2 separate regions of the Anas platyrhynchos genome follow, and region 2 is linked to region 1. Evidence: chromatin contacts called from public Hi-C data. All regions are on one chromosome and are shown on one strand. The core of a region is the stretch at or near the end of the contact, and the rest is flanking DNA. Distances in the headings are between cores, read along the strand shown. Region 1 holds the start of NUAK1 (NUAK family kinase 1). Region 2 overlaps C1H12orf75 (chromosome 1 C12orf75 homolog).

Region 1 (5,916 bases), core at 409-2,908:
GGTGCGCTGTTACTTAGACACGCATCCATGCTACATCCTTTCCTCAGCAAGGACCCTTCACAAAACCAAATCCCATTTACAATACAGTCAATATTTTTTAATTGATCGAGCCTTTTAAAATGATTTTTGGATGTATTCTCTTATTTACTGTATCACGTAATGAAACTCATAAATTATCTGCTTACAGAATAATAGTAAATAATATAGCCCTGGAGCTTTTGTTAGCCTGACGCTGTAAAACAGCCAAGGCAGCAAACTTTAAAAATCATATACTTGGAGTGAGCATGTGCAGAGATGTCCATCTCTGGTTTCTCTTTAGCCAGCCTCCAAATGAGCTAATAAACTGAAAGCATACATGATATGACTCCACAGCTTGGCTGAAACCTCATTTTCACTGTCGACACAAAGATATTTGGTTGCAAAGTAAATGTCTCTTATTAAAGCCGCTGCATCTGCAATTCCTTTTGCTGTTTTACAGTTGCCTCTGCCTCTCGGTGCGTGTTGAGCTCCCAGACAAGCGAAACAGAGAGACAAATGAGACAAAACCTGTAATGTCACTAGGGAAATGCCTCGGTTTTAGATGAAGTCTAGTGAAAACTCAATTAGTCTCCTTCATATGAAAAGCCATGCGAGGACCTCTTTGGAGAAGCGTCTATTTCTCTGGGCAGCCCTTAACACGACGCCTGCCTCCCATTCGCTTGTCCTCCGAGGGCGCTTACTTACATGTTTCAGCGGAGGGAAAATGCCAATAACCCTGGCTAACGTGTGCGTTTCTTCAATCGCATTTTCGTGCTAGGAAACGCTGCAGCTGAGTTACTGCAGGACAGCTTCAAGCCTCGAGCCAGCCGGCACAACCCAGCAGTGAGACGGGTCGTAAAAACCAACGGGGCTGGGGTTGCAGTCCCCGTGGTGGTTTTTTTAGGTGTCAGCAAAGTTTGGGTCACTACAGCAGGACTGCATGAGGGCGGCTCTGGCCGATGCTTGCCATCCTGACAGGACTGTGAGCTGCTCCGGCCAGCCGGGAGCGTGACAGGTTTCGCGGATTTCCACTTGGGAAAGGAATCACCGTGCACGGGAGGGACGCGTGTAAGAGCCAAACACGAGCAGCAAGCCACCCTGATTTTTTTTTTCCAATAACAACACATCAATTTAAATGCCCTGATGCCTTACTCCAGCACCACCCCGGCACCCAAAATGCGGCAGCTTCTGCCCCGCGGGCGAAGCCCCGTCCCCACGGGGACCCCCAAAAAACACCCCCCCGTCCCCCTTCCTTACCACTCTGCCCGAAAACCGCTCGATGGCCCGCTTGACTTTGCCGTAGGTGCCTTTGCCCAAGGTCTCCTGCAGCTCGTAGCGATGCTTCAGGTTGTGCTTGTGGTGATGCCGCTTCACCCCCTGCTGCTTCCTCGGCCCCGGCGACGGAGCCGGAGCCTCCCCCACCAGCGGCTCCTCCATGGCCGCTGCAGCCCCAGCCCCAGCCCCAGCCCCAGCCGCAGCCGCAGCCTCGCCCCCTCCGGGCCCGGAGCCGCAGGAGGAGCAGCGGGGCTGTGCGGGGCTGCTGCTGCCGGGGGCGGCCGCCTCGGCACCCTCCATGCCCGGCGGCGGCGGGCGCGGCTCTGAGCGCCCCGCCGGCCCCGCAGCCTCTGCCTCAGCCCCGCGCCGGCACCATGGGGCGCGGCGGGGCGGGCCGGGAGGCGGGGGCGCCCCGAGCTCCCCTCCCCTTTCCCTGCCGGCCCCGGGGGCGGCCCCTCCGCCCCGGCTCGGCTCGGCGTAGCCCGGCTCGCTTCAGCCCCATCGCCCCCAGAGCTCCTCGGCGAGGCCTCGGCCCGCAGGGCGAAGCCCCCAGGAGGGGGGCAGCGGCCCCGCTGTGGGGCGCGGGCACCTGCGGCAGGGTGCCCGGGGGAAGCTGGACCCAATTTAGGTCTGGAAAGTGTGATTTGATGGTTCTCTTTTTCTTTTTTTTTATTTTTTTTTCCAGGACTTTTAGTTTTCCCCGGTAGCCCAACGGGCGAGGGCTTCCTGTAGGGTTTCCATTTCCATGTCATGGAGCTCGCCGACAAAACACGGGCACACCCAGCCCCTGCCTGGCTTTGGCAGGGACGGGCGCTGCCAGCCCGCTCCCAAAGCTGTTCTCCTGCAAAAAACCTGCCTGGGTCCAAGCCCCGCTCTGCTTCACGTCCAGGCAGCGCAGTGCCAAGGGTGAGAGCTGGCGGGGCCCTCACCTCTGCTTTTGGGAACCTTGAAATGCAAATAAAAGTGTCATTTTTACACTTTTTGTAAATTTGGAGTAAGCCGGTGGTTTCTTCTGCAAAGAGTCCTTGAAAACTTAAACCAACGCAGGCGTATAAAGCGGTGCCAAGGTTGGGATGAGTCAGATGTTTCCTTCAGAACAGCAGCCCTCAAGCCCGCGGCCGTGAAGGTGGATGGCCTCTGTTGGAGGAGTGGGGAATTTGTGTACAGTGTGATCATTTTGGTGTTTTCCAGTGTGTCCCGTTTGCTGGGCGGACTCAAAGGCCTTGACATGAGCCCCCTGGTCCTGTCTCCTCCCCTCTGGCTGTCCTTTAGGTGCAGGTTACATCAGGGGTTGAGCCATAAAGCTAACATGGAGACCCTATGAAATCCCAGGCTAGGCCTCGTGGTTGCACTGATGTTGAGGCATAACATTTAGGTTTGTCAGAGGAAACTAACCAAGGAGTGTCAAGGTGATGGGATGATATCCAGACACTGGCTTTGGTGAGGACTTGCTGGGCTCCTCTAGCTCACTGGGCTGGTGATGACCAGGAACGTACTTTCCTGAGGCCGCATGCAGCCTTAGCCCTTATGACTTGATAACTTGAAAACACAAGTTTCTTGGTAATTGCTGTCTCTGCACCTACATTTTATGATCAGCAGATGAGCCTGACTGGCTCAAGGCAAGTCTGCCTGCTGCAATATCCTGTTCCTGACAGGAGTCAGCACCACGCTGCACATTTTGAGGAAGGAAGAAAGAATCCTGTAGTGGCCAGAGGGAAGTAATGCCTCCCACACTAGGTTTCTTGATTGTTGAGAGCCAGATATTGGCTTAAGCCCTGGAGCTTGAAATGTAGCATCTCACAGACTGCATCACCTACTGGCTAGCGAAGCAGAAAGGGGAAGGGAAGCCTCATTCTCTGTTACTGTACAAAAAGAGAGAGCTGTGTCCTCCTGTAGTCTCTCCCTTTGCTTTAGTAGTGGAAAGGATGACACGTCTGTGGCCTTCTCTTTGTTAGAAATAAAACTACATCAGTAGCTTTCATATTTTTCATTTTATTTTAGTGCTCTGAAGTGCTACTGCATTCTTGCCAGCTGGCACAGGATAGAGCAGTGCCTGAGAGAGAAGGAGGTCTGCTCCTGCACCGGCTGCCTTCTGCACCCCCAGTCTGAAACCCACTTACATAGCACTTCTTGAACCGGGGGATTGCCCCACGAAACCTCTGCATGAAGGAACAGAGGGCAGCACTGCTGCAAGGAGGGGTTGGCAGGGGAATGGGCGAGGGATGGAGCAGCACCAAGAAGTAGGAGGGAGCTAGGAGGGCTGGCAACAGAATGGTGCCCTTGTCTGCTGGCAGAAGTGAAGAATTGTCCTGGCACGTGTTCACCTCAACCCAACTTCACTTAAACAGGTTAAATTTGACTTGATCTCACTGAGTGCTAAGGCTGCAGCAGTCTGTCCAGATGACTGTAACAAACGCCTGGTGGTTTTGCACGCCCAGTGCAAGCCCTGCTCCCAGCCTAGCTCGGAGCAGGCCACATCCTGCACCAGGACCTGAGCCAGCTGACTGCGCCCTGGCTCCATGAGCAGCTCAGGAACGGCTCCATCCACCCAGAGGCAGCAGGGGACAGTCTCCAGCTAGGTTTGTCTCTCGCTGCCTGGAAGCTCTCTTGGGCTGAACATGGTAGAGCCTGCACCCAGGTCCCTTACAGCTCTCGAACAGCTGAAAAGCAATCCCATTGACGAAAACAGGTTTCATTATGCTATGCTCACAAGCGTTGTTAATATTCCCGAGAGTATTCTCTTTTAACTGCTTGGAAGCGTACACCACCAGTTCCGTAAGGAAATATGTCATGAATCATTGCTATATATTGCGATTGGACAGATACAAGGCATAATGAAATACCAGAAGCTCCAAAATGAAAAATACCAATTTTATAATGGAATAAGCACAGGTACTATGCAGCATTAGAAATAATACTGTTCCTTTCAAATTTCCACGCTCTTAAATGTGAAGCCAGAGGGCATTAAGCAAATTAAATGTATGAATAAAAACTGGGCATAAGAAGCTTTCTGTGCTCATATGCAAGAGCAATGGGAATGGAAAATAATGACAAATAGAGAAAGCGTATCACTAATATGTGGAAATATTTCATTTTCAGCATATTGTCAGCTTTGCAATCAGCATTATACTTGTCGTTACGGGAATAAGAATCACTAGAGCAAATATTTAACCAGTGTCCTTCACAACATGTATAAGAATGCCAAGAAGTAAAAATCAGAGAAGATAAGCAAGGCAATGTCAGACTGGATGTAGAAAATCTTAAATAATGGCTTTTTTAGGTAATTTGTATCATTCTAGTTGTTCATGTCACTGTAAAAAATGCAGTGTTTCATTGTTTCTGAAATAAACATTTGGTGAGAATTTCAGCTCTCCGAGTTTGCAGACACCACTAGGGAATTCTTCATTTCTGACATTGTTATTTTATGTAAATGCTTTTCCTTATTCACAAGAAGGAATTGTCCTCCCATTGAAACCAGTAGGCTTCTGCTAACCAGCCTCAAAGGAATAGGATTAGGCTTTAATTTGCAAAACAATATTGGAGGATATGTTGTACCAAATCTAAACTATGCAGATAACCGTAATAATAACAATAAAGCCATCGATTTCGGTAGGCTTATCTCCCTTAAGTCGGTGTGAGTAGGAGAAAGATTGCAACATGTCAGCAATATAAATTTATCATAAAACTCAGTACATTTTTAGGATTATTTTTTGCCACGAACTTTCAAAACCACAATTTATTTTGTAGCTGACATAGAGACACTCGGGATAAAAGGCACCGGCTTAATGACTTTCAGTTAAATCTTGAAGTCTCCTCAAAATGTTTAACGCCTAGAATGAAATGTCAGATTCACAGAGCCTTCCATGTATTTAGCTGAAAAGAAAAAAAAATAACCATGAGATTTCAAAGATGCTTGCTACAAATACTTACTTTATGAACTGAGGTCAGGTACTTGCTGTGCAACAATGATGCCCATTGCAGCGCAGCTTGGTGAGATGGTATCATTTAAACATAAACTGACTTTCTGCTTGTAAGCACTCTTCAGTGTTTATGTGAAGCTATTTTTATAATCATCCTTACAAAGGTAGGCTTCCAAGGGGCTGCTGGAGAACTGAAATGGCTTCTTTAACTGTCCTCTGCAACCTCTCTAGAATGTGAGACACAGGAAAGGGGAGAAATGAGTATTGAAGGGATTCCTGGATATGATGGACCTGTATCTCTAAAACTAATGTTCTGCTTGCTTAGGTTTCAGCCTGTCTGTTGAGCTCTAGCCTGTGCACAGAGAAACACATCACCAACATCTTAAAGTCAATTGAGTTGCTTTGACTGATGCTCAAGCAAAGCATAGCTTGCTGGTCTAAGCTAAAGTGCTCAGTGCTGCTCAGTCTGCAAATCCAAGGATGACAGAACTGCAAATACTTGGAAGATGCTGGCAGGCAAATCCAGAGGGCACTCTCTCAACTGAACTTTCTCCTCTGTGTAAGTACACGCTGATAGGGAGCTTTTTGGTCGGATGAAGTGAAAGCATGTTAATGTGCTCCACTCAATGATAGGGATTATCCTTTAGAAAGAGAGGCGGCTGGCATCCATCTGTTTCCTGCAGCAGGTATCTGCATATTATCT
Region 2 (6,081 bases), core at 3,218-5,717, 240 kb before region 1:
ACTAGAGTCTATAAAAATACTGGCTCTGGGCTACTTCAGATTCTCACGAAAGCCATAAAATATGTCTCGTGGTTTTTCTTTTTGTTTAGTTTTTGCCTTTTTTTTTTTTTCCTATGATGAAATCTGTGCTATTGTCCAGTTTCAAGGTGACTCATTATAGCCCTGTTCTAGCCTCTCTACAGATGCTACTGTGATTCTGCAATAAAAGAGGCAATCAGCCATTTCTGGGTGCTCTGTAAAGTCTTTAAAGCAAGAGAGTTTAAAATAAATGTTTGCATCCTGGTGTGTTTTTATGACCTTCAGTGCACTCTGGGCACTTCTAAACTATAAATAAGATCAAAAGATTCACTCAATCTTGTTCATCCTCTCCCTCAACAAACATTCAAAAAATTAAAAAATACCAAAATTAAGCTTCCTGATACATCCTGATGCATCATGATATGTTAAAAAAAAAAAAAAAAAATCACTTTTTTTTTTTTCCCCACAGGATACATGCTAAAATAGACTAACCTAAGTGGATATGTATCAATATTTTCCATCAAAATTTGGCAAATCTTTGTTTATTCATTGTATCATTGCTTTGGACTAGCTTGTTTTCCAGGAATAAACTTTTTCTTGTAATGCCTACATAAATTAGACAATAAAAATGCCATTTTTTAATCTCTTCCGAGGTAAACATTTATCTTTGAACTACTAAAAGCTGGTTCTTGGTCACCCAAAAGTGGTCTTATAACTGAGGGCATTGGGATTATCAATTGCTCTCTAAAGTTCAGAATAAAAAAGGTCAAACATCCAGCTTGATAAATCTCAAGTTGTTCTGCTTAGTCTTTACTGTAATTTCGTAGAAACTAAAAAGTTTTCATCATGCTGTTATGGGTTAAAATAGTGTATATGGAGGCTGATACCCTTACTGCTTCTCAAAAACAAGCATGGGTACATCAAGAGAGATGAGGTATCTGAAAAGAAACATGGTACCTGCCTTTGTATAGACAGGAACCGCTTGGGAGCATGATGTAAAAATGTAAAGTTTTCCTAACTAGCAAAATAAGGAGCCTGTAAAAACAGCTAATTTAGAGAGTTATTTTCTCTGTCTTTTTTGTTATTGTTTTTGTTATTGTTACTTAAAGCCTAGCTACTTGTGGAAGAGAGCCAAAAGTACACAACTGCTATTTTTCAGCAGGTTCTCTGTTTGACTGGTTGCTTTTGATTTTTATTGTTTATCTGATTTCAGAACTAAAAATAGACATGAGGGACTGGGAATCAGAAACTCCAGTCTTGACTATGCCACAGGCTTGTTAGTCTTGGCGAAATCACTCAGGCCGAAACCTTCAAAAACAGTTTTCAAATTTGAGTGCCCAAGCAGAGAGCCTTTGTTCTGATAACATCTCAGCACTCCTTCCCCAATAAAAGCCATGAGCTTGTAGTGGTGAGCATGTTCCTGAGGCTCTTGCTACCACAAGTTAGGTGGGGTTGCCTGCACACAGCCTGAAGGGGTTCTAGCAAGGGCCTGAGTTCTGTCTCAGCCCTCTCCTTCCTTACTGCCTCCTCTTTTTGTCTGTGACCATGCCCAAGAAATGCAGCCCCAAGGCGTTGTGCATCAGCTGGAGAACAGGAATGTAGTGATGAAAGAAGGTGAAGGAGAGGGATTTTGGAGGTGAGCAGAAAAGCAAGAGCATGCTCCAGTGACGTTGATTAATTGCTGTTTGTTGAAATGCTGTTCCCTGCACTTCTTCAGAGAAAATTACTCTTTTCTAGATGGAGAAAGAATCAGTAGCTTGGCTTCATTATGAATGCTGAGAAACACTGAAAAACATTACTCATGTTAGCAAAACAGATATTTTTTTCCCTCGTTAAAAGCCTCAGAACCTGTGACTGTTTCCAGTAATAGTTTGGAAATATTTTTTTTTTCTTTGAGGAAGAATAAATAATCCCTGATTTCATTCCCTGCCCAAATGCAACTGTAGGAATCCTTTCAAGAATTCCCCCACCAAGTTCATAGCCCAGCTGAGAACAGAGCAGCAGGCCCAGAGAACCATGCAAGCTGACCCACAGCTCTGCATGTTGCAGGCAATGTTTTTTTTTGACTCAGAGTTCATCTCTTAATTTGCCAGAGTTAATACCAACCATGCCCACTTTCTGGGTTGAACAGCTGCCAGTGCACCTGTGCAGAAAGCCCTGGCACCAGCACACTTGCATGTTTTGATGTTTTTTAGCAAAATTCCAAGCTTTGCAAGGACCTGGAGTGAGTTTTTCACACGGTGAGATATGACTGAATAAAAAGCTATTTTGATCTCATTTGAGACTGTCTCTTTTCCCCATAGTGGATGCACTTCCTGGTGACATATGTGTCTGAGCAGATCAATCTCTTCTGACTCTATGGGCAAGTGAGTCAAGTCACTCTACTTGTCACTGCTCCCAAACTGTTCAGACCAGGCTGTGTGGAGGCCCAGCCTGAGAAAACAAACAAACAAACAAACAAAAACAAACAAGCCCAAAACCTCCAGTGTCACAAAAATCCAGATTTAACCTTGTTTTGCCCAAGAAAATGTGTGAATGTTGTGATCAAGCTTTGCTGAGAAAGTAAGGTTTAATCTGGGCAAAAGGCTTGTTCATTCCCCTTTGTGACTGCAAAAAGGATCAATGACAGAGGTAAGTAAGAGGTATTTTGGTGTCCCGTATGTCTGACCATGGATCTGCTAGGTCCTTGTTTTAGCATCAGATGATTTTATTCTTGCATTCACACCCTCTAGCTGATAAACTTGTACTGCTACAAGGGAGCAACCAGCTCTTGCTGGGCTGGGGACTTGAACACAGGGATGTGGCTGGGCTTCCCCAGGGCACAGCAGCAGTTTTCTCTCCAGGGCCTTAACTTCACTATTGCAGGCAGCTGCAGCCTTGGACAGGAAAAGCCGTTCACAGAGATGGCAAAAGTAGAAGAGATCCCAGCATGCTTCCATGCTCTGTGCTTGTTATCAGACTCATCAGACTCCAGCATGTGACCATGGCGTATTAAATGCCAGCTGAGCAGTAGGAATCAAAGCCTTTTCATGAAGTCACCCATGGTGACCAGCCTTGGCAAGGCCATTACTTTCTGGAAAGGTTTCTTTTTTTCCTTTCCTGAGGTACGTTGAAGGGAATGATCTTGTGGTGTTCTCTGAAGACCGAAGACTTGGGGCCAGCAGGTGGCACAAAGTGAACGTCGGAGAGACAAAGGTTGTTATCTCCTCTCCAGAGAAGCCCCAGTAGGAAAGGTATTGTGGTGTGAGGGAAAAGCATCATGTGAGGATGCAGAGAGCACATGGACAGAGAAACACAGCAAAGAAACACGGGAGAGCATCAGGAGGTTCAAAATACATGGCTGAGTTCATGGTCTGTGAGTGAAAATGGGAAAATCATGGGCATACCGTGGCCATCTGAGTTTGTAAAAGGGGACTATAGATTTGCAGTAGGATTTTAGGTACAGGTGCCAGGGAAGGGATGTGGGACAGACATTATGGAAAAAATGAATTCAGCAACAGTCACCTCAGGATATTTGAAACTTCTTCCTTTGACATCTACTATTGCCAGGAAAATCCTGGACTGTTTCTACAGTGGACACATTTCAGGTATATGGAGCAGAGGATTTACAGGCTGATGGCTTGACTGATTAAAGTGGTAGAGCAGCTTTCTGGATGGGCAAAGGGAACCAGACATGGGCAAGTGAAGCTTCATGCTGCAAAAAACCCTCACTTAGAAAGGCATCAGCATGCACCTATGTAGGATTCCCCAGCAGAGAGCAGACTTGCTCCAGCAGTGGTGGGTTCGCTTTCCTGCTGCTGGACACAGCTCCTGCAGATCTCTGGTTCTGCTTGGACAGGGGGCAATGGGGTTGCTCACAGAGGAAAAGTGATCATATAGAGCCTCGATCTTCTCCTTGCAGCTAAGGAATGGTAAAATTCAGGAGAAAAAAAAAAATAAAAAAAAAAAAAAAAAATGAGAGAGAGTATTTAATGTGATAAAAAATCTGTAGTTAAAATGGAAAACTTTGAGTCTGTGTGCAAGGGAGGTGAAATGTAAAATTAACAAAGTTAACTGATTTGTGAAGGTCATATATATATATATGTATATTTATTCAAGGCTCACCCATAACATGAGAAAATTAGAATTCATTACAACATACACTTTTCATCATAAGATTTAAAACTACTAGTTCTGCAAGCAGTGCAGTGTACTAATTTCAACGTCTAATATGAGGCACTTAGGCCTGACCATCAGAGGTGCAGGTCACCTGCAAGTGTAATTGAGCTCAGCTGAGGTCTGGGCCATTGAAATCAACACGATCTGTTGCTTCTAATTAAGGCCCTGAACGGAGGTATCTTAACAAAAAGGAGTGTTACTTAAAAGTCTGGCTAACAAAAGTATTTGAGACCATGTGGTTAGTTGGGGATGAGTCTGAGCTGGACCTGATTGTAGCCAGCTGCTGATCCCACATGCTGTGAACTGGCAAAGTTACTATTCCCAAGGGGACGGTGAAGTATGTTCAGTGTACAGTCAATGTTTCCTTTACAGTCCACGTTTCCCTCTCCTCCAGGGGTTGAAATGTCAGGGAGAGATGCCATTTTTCTGCAGAGAGAAAAGCAAGAGCTGTCTCCTAGTGCAGGATGGGTCCCTTTGAAGCAGCCCCTCTACTTCAGAGGGTGGTCAGCCTGGAGGGCTGTGAAACTGCATTACTGTTGCATAGCCCATTGCTCAGACCTGTACCAGGGCCCAGTTATACACCACAGTCACTAGCAATAACAAAAAAAGAAGCAAAAAAGACATGAGGGATACCCTGAAGGCCCTAGTGGGCCTTAACAGCCCTGACTGGTTTAATCTGAAACCTCACCCACTCCATGGGCCTATTTCAGCATGCCCCAGGTTTGTGGCTTGTCCTTGAGCTGGGTTGTTGGTGGGTTTGCCTCTAGCCCTGTCTCTAGGCTACAGGATGGACCTTCTCAGTGCTGTACTGTGGCCCTGGCATGTCTGGTCCGGGTTGGCTCCTGGTACTGGCTTGTCCCTTGCTGTGCTATCAAAGCAGCCCATTACCTGCCTTGGTCTCCATACCCAGCCCTGTGAGGCTGCAACCCTTGATGAGTGCCCACCTGTGTAGGGCAGTCCTTGACACCTGGCTTGTGCCCTGTCCTGTGTAGCAGCCCTGCATATCTCACTGGTGGGGTGCTGTTTTTTTCCTACCTTTGTCCAGTTGATGTTTGCATGGTGTCTCCCCTTTAGCTTGTGGGGCCTTCTGTGCTGACATTTCCCTGGCTTTTTCAGCTCTGAAATCTCTGCACTAATTATACTTGCTGAAATATGAGCCTTCTGACGATGGGAAAGGGATAAAAATAAGGCCGTTGTCCTTCTGTTGTGCGTGGATCCAAGCACTATTTAGAAATGAGTCCTATTCCAAAGTGCTGCCTTCCTTTTTTGGGGGGCTTTGCAGTCATAGGATACAACAAGTGATGAGTCGGGCTATAGTGTTTTGGATGGGAACTACCATTTTCATTGTTCTGTCTCACCTTATAGTAACACTTTATTAGGAAACATACTGGCATGTCAGAACAAGCGGGTTCAATTAGCAGGACAGCAGCAAGGTAGCAGAGCACCCAGAAAACTTGTGACCATTGTGTCTGTGCTGCAGACCCATTTTTGCCTGCTGGAAGATTAAAAGGTTACAAACTCATTGTAAAGCATCATGTGCTTTGTGCTATTTACATGTCTCCATAATTAACTAACACATGTTGCTGGTTCATTTCTCGTGGGCAGGTACTTAAGGCTCATTCTTCATTTGGGCTAGATTTGAAGTGGCATCTTGAAGCAGGAAAATGACAGCCATGATTCCTTGACCCACTCAGCTCTCCTTGGTATCTGAAGGGTTGTTCCTCCTTCAAATGCTTCCCATCACCTCTGACATCTAATCTCTTAAAGAAGCCAGGCTATTTCAGTCAGTTTTCAGTATGTATTTAGTGGTATTAGGAAAAATAAATATGCCAGCAGGAGAATTCCACACTCTGAAACAGAAAAAGAATGAACATAAATACTTGGGGTGATACTTCCACAGCAATA

The links. Hi-C and Micro-C count contacts between places; a contact is called where the count stands out from the background.
Region 2: a Hi-C map of subcutaneous adipose tissue shows a contact between it and region 1, with 4 times the contacts expected there. The contact joins the enhancer-like site here to the promoter of NUAK1 in region 1. A contact is called at or near these places in 5 of 8 Hi-C or Micro-C datasets (F1 follicle, liver, skeletal muscle and 1 more).

Annotation. Positions count from the first base shown.
Region 1 is chr1:57,213,870-57,219,785 of IASCAAS_PekinDuck_T2T, reverse strand. It overlaps NUAK1 (NUAK family kinase 1), which reads right to left and starts at 1,658. Exons shown (of 7, transcript XM_027449656.3): 1 at 1,276-1,658. The coding sequence starts at 1,593.
Region 2 is chr1:57,453,752-57,459,832 of IASCAAS_PekinDuck_T2T, reverse strand. All of the region lies in intron 5 of C1H12orf75 (chromosome 1 C12orf75 homolog), which reads left to right. It overlaps LOC119713296 (a long non-coding RNA gene), which reads right to left. Exons shown (of 2, transcript XR_005260393.2): 1 at 5,212-6,081; 2 at 4,086-4,602. Among named protein-coding and RNA genes, the nearest start is that of C1H12orf75, 29 kb to the left of the region's middle. Within about 2 kb of position 4,467, at least 3 of the 8 cell types and tissues checked have an H3K27ac peak or open chromatin away from gene starts, as enhancers often do. A contact at or near this core is called in subcutaneous adipose tissue, where this site is marked.